Linked DNA regions of Sus scrofa: region 1 is linked to region 2. A link is a contact called in public HiChIP or PLAC-seq data. All regions are on one chromosome and are shown on one strand. The core of a region is the stretch at or near the end of the contact, and the rest is flanking DNA. Distances in the headings are between cores, read along the strand shown. Region 1 holds the start of USPL1 (SUMO-specific isopeptidase USPL1). Region 2 holds the start of LOC102165571 (formin-like protein 3).

Region 1 (2,700 bases), core at 61-2,560, 560 kb after region 2:
TCTAGTACAACAAAAAGGTAAACAAAAGCTATTTTTCAGTCTAGCGAAAAACAAAACAAACTCCCTGTTGGATTTCTTGGCTATCTGCATTCAGAAGTACGGAAAACTGAACTCCTCAGTGAAGAATTCCTTGGTACACGGGACCTACTTCCTCTACCCTATCAAAATTTTCAGCAGTATTCCAGAATATAACGATTTAGTTTGGGACCAATAATAAAAAAGCCCCATAGTCCAAAATGCCAATAGTGGTTCTTCTGTACTGAAACGGTCAGAAACTACATATTGTTATTCCTGGACACAGAACCAATCGAGCGAAGGACTTCTGGAATATGCTGCCCGCAAGATTCAGAATGCAGACTCAGAAATAGCACACGAGATCACGATGTCCCCTAAGCCACATGACCTTCCTATGAAAGCAGAGCCTTAAACTTATAGACTACACGACAACTCCCCCTTTCCCTGAGTTAAAACAAGGCAGGGCAGCTGACAAGAGTGCAGCAGGGACCCTCCGGCTACTGATAAGTAAGAAAGGGTCCTGGCGCTCAAAGTCCCTGCGCTTTGGCTACTCCCCTTACCGTTAGAAGATCTGGGAGGGAGCAAAGGAGGAGAAACACCCAGAATCCTGGTGGAAAAGCCCCTGGCCTCGCAGATGGGGTTTAGGGAGACAGGGAGGGGCAGCTCCGTGTGTGGTGACCCTTTGTGAACACGCAATGTGGCAGCTCGGCTCCCACTGAGGCTTTAGGAGAGCGAACTACGGGGGCCTTGCGCAGCCCGCCGTCGAGGAGACCTCGTTGCTGCAGGGGGGCGCCGGCCAAGAGCCTCCATCACACCCTCCGCCTGCTGGGTAGCCCTTCCTCCTCGCCCGCCCGGCCACCCACCCAAGTCACTCAAGGGCGCATCAGCTTCCGACCCGGGCTCGCATCGCTAGTGCGCAACGGGACGCGCGCCTGCCTCTTAGCGTAATCCCTCCGCTGCCGGCTGCGCACTAGTTTTAATCACGCCCCACCCCCTGGTCGCTGGCGTCACCTCCACCACTCAAGCGCTTTCCATCAGCTTCCAGAAATGTCGCCTCCCCAAACCCAGCCACTCACAGAAGGCGGACTCTGCAGGCACCGGCCCCGCCCCTGAAGCTGCGGCTGCGGCTGCCAGCCGGGTGATTAAGGTATTAGGGTAGAGTTACAGCCCCGCCTCTCTGCGGAGGCCGGCCGGAAGTGTTCCGTTCCTCATCCTCCCCGCCACACTTACGTCCTTCCAGGCCCCGCGCGGAGCAGGAAGGGGAACTTTTTAGCGGCGGACTCTAGCCGGAAGCTGCTTTCCTAGCGGAGGGGCCGGTGGGGGAGGAGCAGGCAGGGTGGAACGTGGGTTGAACGTTGCACTCGTGGTGTGGAGCTCAGGCTGGAACAGGAGTTTGGAGGAAGCTGGTACGAAGAAGTGGAGAGTCCGCTGAGGATAAAAGAGCAGACGGAATAGTTTCCTTCGGCTGCCGAAGTAAGGAAAAGGGACAGAGCTGGGCGACCCATGGGATAGTCGGCTCGCCGAAAGGATGGGCTAAGCTGGGAGGGGGAAAGGGTGGGACTAGGTTTTGGTGGGAAGGTTTGGTGATTAAGGTATTAGGGTAGAGTTACAGATACGTTTGCACTCAAGAGAGGTAAAAACTGAAGAGAAACCAGAGGTCCCCCCCCTCCCCCGCCCCAAAGAGCATGGAGATGGGGAGAGTTAACAGAACCTTGCGCCTCCTCGGGTTTCCAAGATTGGGTTTCGAAACTGTCGTCTGTTAGTCTGTGATTCAGGACTGCTGGGTTGGGTACCAAATAGGTCTGGGCGGCGAAAGCCGACCCCATTCCTCGGTTTCAAGTCTGTTGTGGCCTCACCTTTGACAGTTCGTTTGCTGAGCCCACCTGGTCTTGGAGGGAAAGCTTCGAACAGACGGTTCTCTGGGTTTCCCCATTTTGCACACGGGCTGTGAGTTAAGCTTAATTGCTTCTTTCACTATCCCCAGGGCCAGATTTACACTTTCGTTGTGCTGTGACTGGGTCCATACTGGTCTAGTAATTCACACGCAGGCTTCTGGAGCATAGTCGAAGTAATGAAGCGGGGAGAGGTCAGGAAAAAGATGCTGGAGGTGAAATGGAGTAGAGGAGAAGACTGGAAAGCCATTGGTGTCAGTTCAGTGAGCTTTAGGTCATAGCACTACCTTTAGGTTGTACTGAGCTGTTTGGATTTTCCCATGATCAGAGTGAAGTCAGTAGATGGTTTTAAGCTGAGCAGCAGCAGACTCCAGACTTGTTTTATAGAAGCATCACTTTGGCAGTGATACAGAGTGAGGATGGGATGGAAAGAGAGGTGGAGATTTGAGATGCTTCCAAAGAACTATCCATAGAATTTGATGTTTTTCACTAAATGATGAAGAGGGAAATGAAAGAGTAAAGAACCGCTCAAATTTTCTAGTATGCGTGTTTGTAAGAATGGAGGTGCCAAAGTATATATGAGAGAGAAGGAGAGGAGCAGGTGATTTTTGAAGAGAGGACAACGAAAGCAGTCATTTAAGGCCAAATAAAGTTGTAAGAATCACTCCAGGGTTTTGTACATAGAACACAGTAAATCGTATTTGGAAGAACTGAATAGCCAGCCTCTGGTATTTTTAATTAAAGTGAATTTTCTTTTGGGGGTTCTGCATATTCAGGATTTCAACCACCAACC
Region 2 (2,700 bases), core at 82-2,581:
GTCCAATGATGTAATACTACTAAATACTCGGTACGAAGAGTCCTGGCACATTCATTACAAGTGGCAAAATCGAGTCAGCCTAGATTTGTGACAATTCCAAAACGTGTTCATATTTCTGCCTGCCATCCTTGTTCACCCAGACGTTTCAGAAAGCTCACAGCAAATCCTAATCGAGTCTTCCCTCGACCGGATACTGCGGCTGTGCTCTTGGAAATAGCAAGCTAGTACCCACTGCATTAACCACCCGTGTCACCGAGCCAAGATCCCCGTTTTCCTGGCCACCTCGGTATCTGTAGGGACATCCGTCCTCAGCGCTGCCCACGGCCACTGACGTTTTCAGAAGCTCCAAGACACCAGTGCTCAGAGACTGCTAGCAAAGAGGAAGAGCTCTTCGCCACTTCGAGCCACCTTGCTACATTTTCCCAACTTCTCCATCGTCTTTAATCATGTAGAAAACACAGCCCGACGAGAAAAACCGTATTAGAAGCAGTACTTCCCACACGAGGGCCAGCAGAACCCCCAACTTGGCCAAAGCCACGTCCCCGCACCGCGGCTTTTCAACCGTCCCCCGCCAGCAACCTTCACCCCACGCCTGCAGCCTTTCCGATTAAAAAAGATTGGAAACCACAAGTAAATCAAAGGGTGTCGTAACTCTTATCCTTCACTTACCATATCCGCCGGGACATTACTGGACATCTTGCCGTTTGAGATAGACCCAGATACTGGCGAAGAAAAAAAAAAAAAAAATCAAAAAAGACGAACCAAAAAGAGAAGTCTTCGGGCTACGGAAATCAACCTTCGGGATCCTGAACGGTTCGAGCTGTGCTTTCCAAAAAAAAATAAGTTCTCTCGGAGCCCAAGTGCCGGCCTGGCCGAGGTTCCGAGCGAAGAGGAACAGTCGCCGGGAGCCGAGCGGCCGGAGCGGGAGGGAACTCTCGGGGTGGCAGCGGCAGCCCCGCCGCCGTCGTCGTCGTCAGCAGCCGCCGCAGCAACAGCAGCCGCCCCAGGACCGGCCGCGCCAGGTGGACCGAGCCGAGTGACACACGGACATGGAGCGGGGTGGGAGGGGGTTAAATCGCCTGCCTCCTCTCCCAGCCCGGCAGTGATTCACACTTGCTCCCGAGTCAAGTCCTCATTAAGCAGGAGGCGAATGCCCCGGCGCCGAGGTACACAGATAACTATGTGGCTACACATGGACGCGTCCCCCGGCGGGCGGCGCGGGGAAACAGCTCAGCTCGCGCGGCCGGGGCTGCGAGCCGGGCCGCGGAAACCCGCGCTCAAGGGCATTTAACTCGTTGGGAGCCGCAGCGCAAGCCCGGGCCGGGCAGCCGAGCGGCGAACCGGGGGCGCGGGGAGATGAGGCGGGCTGGAGACCCCACGGCCCGTCGGGGCTCAGGCCGCGGGCGCCTCGGGGCAGCCGCGGGGCTCGGGGCGCATCGCCTCCGGCTTCTCGGCGCTCCTCTGCCGCCTCCGCCTCCCCCGTCTCCGCCTTCCCCTCCCCTCCCCGGCCTCGCGAGCTCCCCGCGACGCCGACTTCGGCTGGTCCCCGGAAGAGGCCGGGTCCTTCCTCTCAGCCCGGGAAGGGTTTCCTCTCAGAGCTCTGTCTCTCCGCCTCCTCCTCCACTTTTCAGTCCCCGGCGCCGCAGCCGCCCCCAGTCATCGGCCCTCAAGCCAACATGGCGGCGGCGGCGGCGGCGGCTGCCCGAGCGCGAGTCTGCGACTCGGAGAAAGCACGGGCCCCCTTCGCGGCCGCCGCCCCCGCCCTGGCCCTCACGCTCCCTCTCCCCCTCCCGCTCCGCGGACACTAAGTGCGTCACCACCAAGACCACCCTCGAGCATCACGGGAAGTGTAGTCTACGCGCTGAGGCCCCCGAACGCCTCCTCGCGGGACTCCGAAGCCACGCCTCTCTTAGCAACAGTTGCTAGGAGAGGAAAGCTCGCTTTAGCCGAGCGACTGCGCACGAGCTAGGTGATACCTGCTACTGGGAGTGCTGTGATCCTGCAAATTATTGGGGGAAAATCACTCTGCACAGAGAAATTCCTTCATGCACACTACACATGCAGAGTTAAAATATGGTTTACCTCCAAGCGGAATCATTCATTTTAACGACAGTACGCTCTCCACATCCTGCAATCTCAAAGCATTCTGTATAGTGATTTCATCTTGGTCTCTCCTCAACCAGACATTTGGAAGATCAGAAGCAATCATTGATTTCCAATAAGGTCATAGAAGTTCAACAACAGTAAGGATATCATTAAGCAGGGAGAATGTTTGAACATTGTTTCTTGAAGACCCAGGGCCATAAAGCTACAATCTAGTTAATTGAAATTACCAAAAACTGTATTAGATACAACAATATATGAACCCAAAACTGTATTACAAACAGTAGTTTCTAATCTCTATCAGGAAATAGCTACTACGAACCACATGGGGCTTACCAGGCTAGCCCTGAAATGCTATTTCAATTCAAAATGTAATTGAAAACGTCTACACCTGCCCGTGGTTAGCAAACAGCACAAAATAATACCATTTGTGAGAGAGCTAGATGCAGACAAGATCTCCCCCAGATTTAGGAACAGAACGCAGAGACCACAAATGTCTATCTGACTCTCCACTTACATCTCTCAGTGCTCCGAGTATTTTAGGCAGGGTTGCCTCAATAAGACACCTGTACAAAAATGCCAATGGATTTAGAGTCT

The links. HiChIP or PLAC-seq counts read pairs in DNA pulled down with a chosen protein or histone mark.
Region 1: an H3K27ac HiChIP or PLAC-seq map of alveolar macrophages shows a contact between it and region 2. The contact joins the promoter of USPL1 here to the promoter of LOC102165571 in region 2. A contact is called at or near these places in 1 of 5 promoter capture datasets (liver) and 2 of 2 datasets of contacts at active chromatin or transcription factors (alveolar macrophages and skeletal muscle).

What each region holds. Positions count from the first base shown.
Region 1 is chr11:7,319,877-7,322,576 of Sscrofa11.1, forward strand. USPL1 (SUMO-specific isopeptidase USPL1) reads left to right here and starts at 1,311. Exons shown (of 9, transcript XM_021065545.1): 1 at 1,311-1,488. It also overlaps a transcript of HMGB1 not described here.
Region 2 is chr11:6,761,813-6,764,512 of Sscrofa11.1, forward strand. LOC102165571 (formin-like protein 3) reads left to right here and starts at 1,332. Exons shown (of 2, transcript XM_005668309.3): 1 at 1,332-2,700. The coding sequence starts at 1,357. The coding sequence ends at 1,926. UBL3 (ubiquitin-like protein 3) reads right to left here and starts at 1,800. Exons shown (of 5, transcript XM_003130919.4): 1 at 670-1,800. The coding sequence starts at 696.